Regions from separate parts of the Mus musculus genome. Here region 1 is linked to region 2. The links are chromatin contacts, called in public Hi-C maps. All regions are on one chromosome and are shown on one strand. Each heading gives the region's core, a stretch centred on a gene start, on an enhancer-like site or on the middle of the called end of the contact. The rest is flanking DNA. Distances are from core to core; before and after follow the strand shown.

Evidence for each region. A called contact is a pair of places that touch in the nucleus more often than the background predicts.
Region 1: a contact with region 2 is called in a Hi-C map of the AML12 cell line, with 3 times the contacts expected there. The contact joins two enhancer-like sites. A contact is called at or near these places in 2 of 15 datasets of contacts at CTCF or cohesin (CD8 T cells and pro-B cells), 40 of 484 Hi-C or Micro-C datasets (3T3-L1-derived adipocytes, the AML12 cell line, the Ba/F3 cell line and 27 more) and 7 of 115 datasets of contacts at active chromatin or transcription factors (T-cell acute lymphoblastic leukemia, a beta-TC-6 cell line, differentiating embryonic stem cells and 4 more).

Annotation. Positions count from the first base shown.
Region 1 is chr6:98,948,750-98,955,472 of GRCm38.p6, reverse strand. Foxp1 (forkhead box P1) reads left to right here. Exons shown (of 19, transcript NM_053202.2): 12 at 1,069-1,152. Among named protein-coding and RNA genes, the nearest start is that of Gm38865, 180 kb to the left of the region's middle. Within about 2 kb of position 5,367, at least 140 of the 459 cell types and tissues checked have an H3K27ac peak or open chromatin away from gene starts, as enhancers often do. A contact at or near this core is called in the AML12 cell line, where this site is marked.
Region 2 is chr6:98,524,674-98,531,091 of GRCm38.p6, reverse strand. No RefSeq gene overlaps it. Among named protein-coding and RNA genes, the nearest start is that of Gm32783, 10 kb to the right of the region's middle. Within about 2 kb of position 5,026, at least 7 of the 459 cell types and tissues checked have an H3K27ac peak or open chromatin away from gene starts, as enhancers often do. A contact at or near this core is called in the AML12 cell line, where this site is marked.

The sequences.
Region 1 (6,723 bases), core at 4,118-6,617, 420 kb before region 2:
GTTTTTGACACACTATAAAGCTTTGGAAGATGCACACATGTATGTAGAAATACTCCTCCCCTTCCTATGTCCACATTGTCCCTTAATGCTACATCTGTCTCCTCAGCTTCACTTTTTGTTGTTGTTGTTTTTTTGGTTTTTTGGTTTTTGTTTTGGAGGCCATATCCTTCTCCACTTACCTGAGAGTCATCATTGGAGGTCCTTGCCCCAGCTTTCTTGTGATGTACCAAAGTTATCACTGTATCAGACTGGTCCAAAGCCAGCATAAAGGTTCTAGCACCTAATGAACAGTGAATGTCTGCTCTGCCCATCCCGTTTGAAATATCTATAACATCAGAAGATAACTTTTTTTTTTCCTTTGAGACAGGGTTTCTCTGTGTAGCCCTGGCTGACCTAGAACTCACTCTGTAGACCAGGCTGGCCTCGAACTCAGAGATCCGCCTGCCTCTGCCTCCTGAGTGCTGGGATTAAAGGCGTGCGCCACCACGCCTAGCAGAAAATAACTTTTTTATGAAGTAAAGATACTGGGATTATTAAGGAAGCATCTAGTGGGGTACTTGATGTTGAACCCCTGAAACAGATGTTCTTATTGCTCACCTAAAGATGGGAACCCCCTCAGTTCTGGTATCCCTGCTCCTGCCAGCAAGACAGACTCAGCTAACTTTCCACAAGTGTATCCAGGTATCCATGAGTTTGTCCACAACCACAACAGATGAATTTATGAGTGTGAGCTAGCTGCTCATCTTGCCATGGCCTCGTCATGATTCAGCTTGGCTAATGGGCATGATTCATGCTTGCCTTTGAGCTGTCCGTGTTCCCCGGGACTCCTTGGTGCCAGCAGGTCTAGAACGTGCCAGTTAAAGTCTAATACACCTTGTGTTGGGAAATCTCACATCAACACCTCCGGTTACCTGGACTTTGGCAGGGGTCCTATAGGTTTCAGATGATGAAGCAATAAAAATGATGTGCTGTGGTGCAGTAGTTAGTTGGGACATTCATAGTTTGGGGTGTTCAAAGGAGTCACACATCTGTATTTGATGACATAACAAAGTCTTCTCTTCCCATCAGCTTGCAAAAGACAAAGAGCGCCTGCAAGCCATGATGACCCACCTGCATGTGAAGTCTACAGAACCCAAAGCTGCCCCTCAGCCCGTAAGTACTGTCCCCACCAGGGGGAATGGCCTGGTGGCATTCCCTCTCTGCCCCCCACCTCAAAGGACTGCAGGAATACCTCCTAGGGCAGATGTGGATGCCAAAGCCCTTCCCCCACTTGACTCTTTGGGCCTTTCATGGGGAGACCAGCGGGAAGCTAGGCAGAGACCTGGGGCAACACAGACATGATGTTTTGAGGAGTCTCCTTTGCAAAACTCCTGCCTCGGGCTCCATTCTTCACCATGAGCTGACATCAACGCTGGTATCACTCATGTACATTGCTGAACATCTCCTAGTAGCTTTAGCTGATTATTTAAAACGGAGGCCATGCCTTGGTTCCTGATTTTAAGATTTGTAAAATTTAAAGGTACGCTGACTTTATTTGATTTTGCAGGGAGTTCCTGTGTGAAAATTAATTGAGCGTTGACAATCTATAGTTAGTAGCAGCAATTTTAATCAACATGCAATGATGCAGCATAATGGCAAAGTATTGGTTTATCTGTTTTGACTGATTTTTTTTTCTATAAATAAAGCAAACACACACCCCTATATGTATGATGCATGGTGATAGAAATAAAACGGAGTCAGACTATTAACCCAGTAAATATGGTAGCCTGCCAAGATGCAGTTGGCAGACAGAATTAATGTCTGAAGCAGAACACATTACTGAGATACAGGACATAAAATCATTAAACACTCCATGCGTCCATTTTTACTGGGGAAGAATCTTAGCTACCATGTATTCCACAGTAAATGGCTGCAGGACCAGATGACTAAGCTACCAAAAGAGGAAGCAGGGGTCGGGGCATGGGGCAAAGCATTAGGAGCTGTTCCCACCTGTCCCTTCTTTTCAGAAGAGCGCTGGGAAGACATGGACCCAGCTGAGCAAGCTGCCCCGAGTGCTGCCCTGAAATGATTTGCCTGACTTCTAAAAGAGTCATGACCATTGGCAAAGGGGAGTGATTGTCTTGGACCTCTCTGGAAGTCCTCCAGGGCTTTAGTGAAGTGCTCCCCCTAGGAGGAAGAGGCTGCCTGCATCTTCACTCACACCTAGCATCAGGGAGAGCATGAGGTTGTTCCTATCTTCCTCCGTGAATTAATGACATCAATGATAGAGTCATGATTGAATGGAACACTCGAGTAATAGGCTTGTTTGGGATCAAGGCCGAGGAGGAATCCACATAGAAAGATGGAACTACAGAGTCCCTTGGGATCCTCAGCGGGTAATGGGCCTTGGACTAGCTAGGAACACCATTTATGTAAGCCCACCCAGGCACAAGAGGACCCTTGATGATCTGTCACCCTGTGGACCTGCTAAGTAGCCAATAAACAAGAGAAAAGCAGCGGGGGTGAGGGAATGAACAGGGAAGGAAGGTTTGTCTTGATTAGTATTGAAAAAAAATGTTTTACATTCTAGAAAATTATAACTTTGGAGGGGACCTCCTACTAAATTTATTTTTAACTGCTCTATTGAAAATTCTCTACCACTAGTCAACATTATCTCTTAGTAGCTTAGCACAGTATTTCTTTATTAAAAGAAATAGGCACGAATATTTTTGACTGAAAAATTAATAGCTTTTGAATTCACACACAGCAGGTTTTCTTTTGCAAAGAAGTCCAATATCGCTGCACAGCACTTCTATAACCATTTATTTAGAGTCTAAGTCAAACCTTTGACAGCTAGAGCGCTGCTACAAGCCAGTATAAAGAACTCCAAGATGTAAACCAACAATAGGCCGTCTGTGTGAGGTTTGCCATTGTCAAATACATAGATTGTTTGGATTAGTTTATGTAAATGTACTGTTGTATTACCCTTTGGAAAAAAAATCACATTTGTGTATGAAAAGTGGTTCTCCTCACAGGCAGCATTATAAATTCCTTATCCTTTAACTTACATGTAAGAAGTAAAAATTGGTGCCTGACACGTAGATATTGTGTGACACTCTGTTGTCGGAGTGAACCTGCCTCCTTTTCATTTATTGGAAAATAGAAAATTTTATTATAGATACCATCTTAGAAATCAGGAATTATTAAAATATGTATAGGTGAGGCATTGGAAAATTAATTATAAAAGATAGACGTGTAATGTTTTGCATAAATTTTCACTTCCTTGCCAAAAGAAAAGAAAAGAAAAAAAAAAGGCCCATGCATATTTCAGACCCTGTGATGCTTTCAACTGTAGGGACTGGGAGCTATCTGGTGACTGATCCTAACATTCAAAATATTCCCTACAGCCCGTAATTAATTTATTCCTCCCTAAATAATGGAACGGCTGGTGAGCGTTTGAATGAGTATCATTCTAGAATCTGTGGTTTGAAAGAAATAGTCCCCAAGTTTCACATCTCACCATAGGTGGGGACTTCCACGTTACGTCCTTGCCAGTGGGCTTATGAAGCTGTCTCTTTTTCCATTCCTCTTTAAAAGGGAACTTGGTGTTCATTTTAAAACTTAGTCACTAAGTGATAGAGTGCTTTGCTGCAATTGTGGCCCTTCAGTGAGTGCCATCTGGGTGGCAAGAGTCTCTCGTATCCAGTGGTCCACCCTGCCCCCCAGTTCATCCCCTCCAAGAGCTGCCAATCCATTCTCAGATGGTTCTTATGTCAGCCCAGAGATGCATTTTCCGTGTCTTGAGATGTGGATAGTTAGAAGATGTGCACATTCTTAAGGCTGTGCCCAAGGGTATAGATGAGGCTTTGAGCTCAACCCACGATGAGCTGGAAGCATATGGCCAATGGGAACAGTATCCCAGGCCTTGGGTCCTTGGGCAGCATGTCTTCTGACAGCCATTGCACCTCTTCCCTCAGAATTGGAACTCCTAAATTTAGAAACCAATTCTTTCTGTCCTGAGATAGTTACTTGGCCACCATGACAGACCGAGCATGATCAAATGAGAAAGACCTAACTTGCCAGGGAGGTGTTGGGAGTCTTGCGGATAAGCTACCAGATAAGTGTATGCATGTATCTCATACATACTCATACACATGCAGACTGTTTACTGTATAGAGAATGCTGTATGCGACTAGGAAATGTGACCTGGGGGAATGACGTGTCATTTGAAACCTAGAAGCTGGGTTGGACTCTCTGGAAGGAAAGCGAGGGATGGGAGTGGAAGAAGGACATGTTCAGTGAGGGTCAGCGGAGAGGAGTGGAAAGAATAATCAATCTCAGAAATCCACTGCCATTTCAGCCAGGCCCTGCTTAGCTAGAATCTAGCAAGTTCTAGAGTGCCCAGAGAGAAAGGGCTGTTGTTGACATGTGTTTACAGAAGCCAAATTTGTTGTCGTTTAAGATTTTAAAGTTCTGCTGTTTCCCACGGAAAGCGAAGCAACAGCAAGGGGGAAGAAAATAGCCTGCAATTCCTTTGTTCCAAAACCTAGTTCCATTCCCAGGGCAAGCAGCACACTGTCTATACTTAACTCCATGAAGGATTGGCTGAGATTGATCTGTAGGTGGGGGAGGACAGAACTCAACACAGAGCGACCAAAGGAAACATGCTAGGCCTTCATTAAGGGGCTGATGACTTTTTACAGAGACATTTGGTCATGCTGTTTGTTAGGAGTGTGCAGTGGAAATTCCACTTCATAACTCGGAATCGGGGAGCACCTTCAGGTTCATTTTTTGGGGGGGAGGGGTGCTGGGGGGGGGTCCTGCACTTGTGAGAACTACTCCCCATGCCTGGAGAAACCACATTCTTTGCGATTTGGTGGGCAAGTAACTACAGCACTGGTAGAAGAGACTGCTTTATGAAAAACTTTATAATACACTTTTGGAGTGAAATGCAGCTGGAGATTTTCCCCTCTGTACATTCCCTTCTAGACTCCAACTCTAGCAATTAGGACTGTTTTGAAATAGCTTTTAGCTCCTATCAAAACAGAGTGCTCCCTCTACTCCACCCCCCTTTTTAAAAAAAAAAATCCCATGAACTTCAAGGGGTGGGTGATCAGGTGTGGGCTGCAGGAGCCTTGGAGCAGTAATGGCAGCCTGTCTGTCATAAAGAGGAGCTCTCACATGCAGCACACAAAAGCTGTTTTATAGACTGGTTTTGTTAAGTCCCCTTCCTCACCTCAGGTTTGTTGTCCCTGTCCCTGCCAGAAATGCCACCCTCTGAGTCTGTAGAATAAGCCTCTCTCCCTGTCAGTGCACAGAGTCCTCTCCAAAGGCCTCTGCTCTGCCACCCACTGCCCTGCCCTCTGTCCCTGGAGTCTGAACTTGGTGATTCATGCCTACAAAGGCAGCTTGCAGTCTCTGAACGTTGCAGGTGGGGGCAGGACCTGAGCCTCTCTGGCCCATCCAGCCAACAGCAGAGAAACCAGTTCTGCGAGCCTGCAGTCCCTTCTGTGCCGCTGGCCTCTGCTGTTTTGGTTTCAGGTTTTTCTTTTGTTCTCAGAATCTGTTTTCATGAGAAGCAAGAGCACAAACAAAAACAAAACAAAACAAAAAGTTCTTGTGGGAATACTCCCTAGCAAGTCAGTTTCTGTCTCGAGGTTCACACCAGCGGTTTGTTTGTTTATTATTTTTTAAAATGTGAGTGACTCACTGTCCTTACTCGGGAGGGAAATGTGCTGTGGAGGAACTAAAGATTGATTTTTGTTTTTAGAAAGAACAAAGTAACATTGGGCTGCTGATAGTTGGGATAGTTTCAGTGGTAGAAGCTTCCAAGAAAGTCCTTCAGTAACTAAACTAAGGTTGAAAAGGCTTGATAGCACAGTTGTTTGTATTTTTACTTACAGTCTAAAAGCCTGCAGCAACTTTAACTGACATAAGAATTTAGCTCCTGGCCAGAGTTTGAAAGAGATTATCTTTGCTGAAATCATCCCCTCCGTGGCAACTTGCCATGGAGAAAAATATCTGCGTTACTAGCTTTTCTAAACATAGCAACCTCTTCCTAAATAGAAAATGAGCACAATGAGAAAAACGGGCTTTCCATTAGGGAGAGAAACCCTCCCAGTCGGATGCCTTCCTGCGCCATGCCCAGGGCGCTCTTCTAAAACCTTACTTACACTTAGAAACATAAACCATCGAGGGGCTTCCCTTTCTTATTGATGACTGTATAGAGATTCAATAATTTCCAATTAAGATAAATATTTCAAGGTAACAGGGGAAAAAAAGAAACCTACCCCAAACTGTTCCCAATGATTTGATCTTTTATCTGTGCGTGTGCGGGCACGCAGGCATGTGTATCCGAGGTCAGTGCCCCATGTGTTCTTCAATCATTTCCCCACCTTATTTTTTGAGACACGATCTCTCACTGAGCCCGGAGGGCCTGTTTAGCTAGGCCATCTTGCTTAGAAAGCCCTGAGAGTCCTCCTGTCTTTGCCTTCCCATGGCTGGCATTATAGGGCACGGACCCATCACTCCCGAAATGCTGAGGATGTGAGAGCTCCGGTCTTCCTCCTTAGGCAAGCTCTTTCCTGACTGAGTCATTCGCTGCAGCACCCTAGTTTGCTCTTCTAGGCTTGTGGTAGGGCTCATGATTATTCTGTTTTCAATGTTCTTGGTAGAGTCCTTCTTGGTAAGAACAGGCTTTATATGAACACAGTATTTTTTTTTTAATCTTTCTTGGTAGCCCCC
Region 2 (6,418 bases), core at 3,777-6,276:
TACAAGAACAACCTGAGGAAAAGCTTTTCACATACCCTAAATATAGAAATGGCCTTGGAAGTCGATTGCCAATGGAGGCCCAAAGGGCTAACCTCTAGACAGATTTGAAAGGCACCAGGAGGTACCTTCTTCACCTCTCACCTCTGCTTGCCCTCTTTCCCCACTTCTCACAGGCGTTCCTCAGGAGTCAGGAGCCCCCCTGAATTCTTGTCAATCATGTGTGATGGCTGAGTGATTGGCAGGCTCTGAATGAAACTCATTCACTCTCAAGTGTTACCCTGAGCTCTCATTTGCATATAAACCTTTCTTTCTTTCTTGATATGGAATTGCCTGCTTTTTATTTTTCCTTAAAAAGATCTTTTTTTTTTTTAAAGCAAAAACAGGAGAGATGCTCTCTTGTGTTTTTAATGGGAAAAGCTCTGCGTGTCTTCTAGGTTTCACTTGTGGAAAGCAAGCCAAAGGGCAAGGGGGAAAGATGGAGAATGAAGGGATGGGAGCAAAACAGGAGGGACAGCTAGAGAAAGGAGAAAGGAAGCTCATATTGTGTTTTGGCCTAGAGTTGAAGTTTCCCTGTTGGAACTCCTTTAAGAGATATATACTGGGTGTGCTCAAGGCTGAAAAATGTGCCCTTCTGGCCACGATTTCTTCTGGCACCTAAAACATAACTCTGCCTTCTCCTCTCAATACCAGTGACGGGGAACCTGGCAGCTCTCCTGCCAAAATTTTAACTCAACCGATTCCATTCCACGAATGCATGCTGTTTTGTTCTGACATTTATGGTGTGGATTTTGCCTATGCTTACAGATTCGAATGGCTTACAGTAATCTCCTGTATAGCATTTCATCGTCCCAGCCTCTGTCTCTCACAAAATAAGCAATTTGAATCTCCCCATAGCAGCATAGATTGTCACAGAACATGTGACCATTGTCCCTCAAGGAGCAGCAAACTGTGATTGCTTTACTGTACCTCCCTCAGATTTGTGCCAGCCAGGAACCTGAATCCAGGCAGCCCTGCCTTGAAATTGCATGTGGGAAGGTGTGTACTCACAGACATTTCTCAAGGTGGATTACTGGTGGACAACTCCCCTTGCATATTTAGCAGACAAGATGGATTCACAATGTCTCCTATGGGCTCTGGGGACCAGAGGACAGTTAGCAACCACCTTTGTCTTAATTGTCTTCAATAGTCATGGCTGTGTGCAGTAACAGTTCACAGCCACCATGGTCCCATTCATGCAGGCTCCCTCCCTCTCATAACATTAACTGCTCCTTAATTAGAGTTTGTCTGTCATTAGTAAGGTGGCCTGAGTTATAGGCATGAAGCACAAACGCTCCAAGACGGGCGTCCCCAGACATTCTCCTTCCCAGAGACAGCCCATCTGAGAAACGTTGTTTAACATTTGCATGGGTGGAACCATCATGGAAAGTTCACAAAAGTAATTATTATGCAACTGCAAAATATCTCTCCCACTTCTAGTTCTGTGATGGCATTAAAATTGAAAATGTTTTATATCCAGATACTATTAATGATGATGATGATGGCTAAATACATATCTTTAAACAACAGACTTTGCAGAGCAAACCAGCCAAGGCTGGCTGAGGGAACAGCAGATTGAGAGCTCCCACCTCACTACTTTCCAGTATGCGATGGCAGGTGGAGTGACTGGCACTGCAGAGATGAATACCCCCCACCCCCAACCCCCACGCCTTTTGGGGCAGCCGTCACTGGCAATCCTGCAAAGTTGAAGTTGTTGAAGTTAGATGTTCTTACTGTGACGGTGGACTCCATCCTTAGAGAGCAACCAGTAGCTCCTGGTAGCAGGGAGAGGGGAGGTGGCAGCCAGCAAATGTTCCCAGCTCAATGGCAATTGCGATCCCCAGCGAGCTTCACAGAAGTGCACTTTGCTGACTAGAGAGGAAGGGGACAAGACACAGGGAGAGGAGAGCAGGTTAGTTAGCACTGGAACTCAAGGTGTTGAATGGCACTAGCAGGCTTGGCCCCTGTCACAGTTGCAACGTGAACATTTCAATTCAAGCTATCTCAGGTCAAAGAGATGGCTCAGCAGCTAAGAGCTTGCCTTGCTTAAGGACCTTAGTTTGATGTCTAGAACCCACATTAAAAAAGCCAGGCATGGTGGAAGGAACTTGTCACCTCAATACTATGGTGGGGGTGGGGGTGGGGTGGGGGTGGAGAAGTGTGGACCATTGGATTCACTTACCAGCCTGCCTGTTTGGTGAGCCCCAGGTCATTGAAACATTCTTTGTCAAAACACAACTGGACAGAACCTGAGGAGTAGCAGCTGAGTGTGGCTTCTGACCTCCAAAGGGATACACACAGATCTGTATGCATAGATATACTTTCACACGCAAGAAAGAACACTTACACTCACAAACACTACACATTAAAAAAAAAACACACACACACACACAACAACACAAATCCATTCTGATTCTCTCCGGGGGAAGCTTTTTGGTCTAAGCGTGAATTTGGCATGTAGATTGTGGTTATATGGAGTTGAACCTGGTCTTCAAAAGAAGACATCTGTGACATACTCTAGCCAACTTCTGGGAAACACTGTTTCCAGAATCTCTACGTTTCCAAAGGATTTCTGTTTGCAAGCTTAGCAAAATTTTCATGTAAAATTTCCCAATAATTCATATTTTAGAATCAATGCCAGACACCCTGGATGAGCTGGAGAAAACCCATCTAGACATTAATGGCTAACCCTGTCTCTTGCCCAGTAAGACACAAATATTAACACACAAGCAGCCTCTTTGATTATCATTAGCTTTACCAGGCTTCATTATCATCATTAGCTTTGGCTACTGGTAGCAAAACAACACATCCTGGAGACTCTCCACAAGTCTGTGTCAGACTCAAGCTCATCTCCCGCCCTAGCAGTCTGGGTACTCAAAACTAACTGTGAGCTCTGTCGTAGGTGACTTCTCCTTTACCTGAATAGAACTCGGCTTGGCCAGCCAGGTCAATCTATTATCCTTAAAATGAACTAACAAAACTACGCATGTGCTCGGCAGTGGGGGAATGACTTCTTCATAAGGAACAGATTAAAAAGGGTCCAAGTGTCTGCTTATATGTGCGAAGCCTGTTCTCTGAGATGAATGCAGTTTCGTGTTATCGTAGAACATGCATGAAGATACAATGACAGAATTACAATTTCTGGAGGGGACTTGGGGAAAAAGAGACAGTCCCATTCAGTCAGAAGGCGAGGTGTGTTGAATGCTGAGAAGTCTCGGAATCCCCTCCACCCAAGCTCTGTTCTCTAGCACTGAGACAAGAGAGACGGACACACCCTCTCTGAGCTCCATTTGCTCTGTGGAAATAAAGATTAGCTCAGTAAATCACACGCACGCATCACGTAACAAGTGTCATTATTACCATTGCCATAAGATGCTTGTAGAAAAGTAGTCCAGGGAAGAGACCCCCCCCCCCCAGTTCCATGACAAGCATGCGTCCATATAGTAAACTTGATGTCAGAATCCAGGGCTTCCCTCTCAAAGACTGACATGGAGAAATAATAAAAACAAAAACCAAAAAGCAAAAAATAAAAACCAAACCAAGCCAAAAGCAATCACGAGAACTCTTGCTACATTGCCCCCGATACAGCAAATGTTGAGAAGACTGGCTATTACATTACAATGGCTGAGGGTAATCTGGTGACATTAAACATGAAGATAATTCAGTCTTTTTAATTGGCAATATTTTTATTATGATATCTGGCTGGGAGCAAAATGGGAAAAATAAAGAGTTTGGATCGTTTTCTTTTAGACTTGCATCTAAGCGATGCGAAGGGAAGCAGGTACCAAAGTTGATGCTTCTTTAGGGTTATGAACAAGAAGGTTTTTTTTCTGCCTGGTAAACTCACGGGGTGAAATCTCATCCCTTGATCTTCAAAGTGTGACAAAGAGCTATTGATTGAGAGCATATTGTCATTTAAATTACAATTAGGGATGGGTGAAAGGTGGTTATTCAACAATTCAAACCTTTCTTTGAATGCTGTCAAGGACGACATAACCTTAACCCAAACACACTTCGGAAACTCCGAAGTTTCAGCGCGTCTAAAATCAATGCGCTCTTCTTAAAGGAAAAGCATCGTGTCATTACACTTGACGTCGCATTCAGTGGTGAAGTTCTTTCAGTGAGCACTGCTCTCGGTCACACAAAAAAGCCCGTGTCTTTACATGACTCTAACACTGCGTGTGAACTGTGAGATGGAATAAAGATGTCCCACCTCCCTCCCTAGCGCAGTTCCTGGTACATACATCTTTAAAAATTAAGTGCTGCAGAGATGATATATGTTTCCATTTAGAACATTTTAAGGAGGACACTGTTCCTCTGACTGTTAAAATCACTCAGAACTTTAATGTCTTTTATTGCCTGCAAAACAATCTTCAGTCCTGAAGGCGTTAGGCTTTGGGTATTTTTACCCAGCACAATGAGACGTCTGTGCACGTGTGTGCATGTGTGTGCCGTTATCACTGATCCTTGCGTCTTGCCAGATGATACTTCATAAATAATTTGCTTTGATGTGGCAAGCACATGTGTACTCATGTGTACAAGCAAATATGCTGTGCCTCCACTGGCAAAACACTCCAATCCATTCTGACATTTTTGGTCCAGCCATGTTCCCTGCAGTTTTCCTGAGAAAGCAGACAGCAGACACTGTGGCTCAGATCTGCTCTACGGAATAGCATTTTGAATTTGTTTTGCTAACCGTCTTCTCTCTGTCTCTCTACCATGCATGTATCCATACCTATGTTTCATTCCAGGAATGGCGTGCATTTGACAGGATGACATATTATGTCAGATCAGAGTCTGGCAGTCTCGTCCTCAGGGCCACCACGATACTGGCAGCAGAAAGTCGTTGAAAGATCCAAGGTCAGCCCGCGCTCTATGGCCTCCCATCTCTTTGTCATGTATGAGGCGTGCATTCAGATGCACACTTGGGTAGTCTGACACAGGAGGTCATAGTACAAACTCAGGTGTACACCATGTTAGGGGTGCACTGCCCAGGCAGGTGGAGGGCCCCTTGGTGGGTGGAAATCTACCTGCAAACTTCTGCTGCAGCTCTCAGTTCTCTTCGTGACATTTCTTTCTGACCCATGAAGACATACTATTCAAGTACGGTGTCCAGTGGAGCCACAGTCTGTCGCCACATCTGCTAAGCAAATAGTAACATCCAATGCTACATTTTATCTGGGAGCCGAGGAGGGAAAAAAAAATCACAGGATAACACCTTTAGAACTAGGAAGTGTGTGTGTGTGTGTGTGTGTGTGTGTGTGTGTGTTGTGTGTGTGAATCGAAGTTTCATGGTCAGATAACAGGATCTCATCAAAATTTCCTAAGGATCCAGGGTAAGGCTGAGGAGAAGAAAGGGGCACTGCACAAACAGCAATACATGACACCCAAACTTTAAAGGTTCCTCCTTCTGTGAGCAGGGAAAAACTAATTAACGGTTCCATTGCGACTAGCTTACATTTACTAATAAAAACTATTTGAATGGCAAAACAGAAATTTGAAGCCAGAGTAGGTTTTACTAGTATTCGGGCAGATATGGCATCCAAATGTTTAGAAAAGGAACTCGGAGAGATTCATGGCATCTGGGGGGAAGTGATGCTCTACTGCCGCCTTGTGGACGGTCTCAAAGTAGTGAGTCTTTTTTTTTTTTTTCTTTTTTTCCCCTGAACCAGCCCCTAATTTATGAGCCTTGTCAATAAGAGAACCAGACACACATGCATGTGGAGCAGATTAAATATTAATAGAGTTTAGTCAGGAAAAATTATTTTAACCAAAGGAGATCTATAAAGAGTCTGCAAATGATTTTGCACTATATTTCAAGAAATTCTCGATACACACACGTGTGTACACACCCACACCCACAGCCACGCAAGCCAGGCACAAAGCATGGCAGACTTAAATACTAAACTAGAAGTTAGTCGGAATAATGCCGTCTTAGTTGTTTAAAAAAAAAAAAAACCCCGGGGAGTTCTGTTCACGTTTTGTGAAATTTTGTCATTATGTTTCAAGAAAATTGGGGGAAATCTGTTAATTGTCATAGAATTAAATGCAGCACCAGAAAAGAAAAGGATGAGTTAAAAAAAATAAAAATAAAAATAAAAAAACTGGACATATTCTGGGGTTCTGTCCAGCATTTCAACTTCAAGTGTTTATTTAAACATAACTTGAGTTTATAAACTTGTTTCCCAGGGAGATTTATAGTGCTTTTTGATTTGGCTGCATTAGAAGAGCCCGGCTTGACTTCCCTGCTACAATGTGTTCCTATAAACCACCTTCCCGCAGGCTGGTGTGGACTGTGTCTCTGCACTGCATCCATCTGTGGTCACAGACAACTGCCCATGGAGATGCTCTGTGCAGGCTGGCCACAGAGGTCAGTCAAATG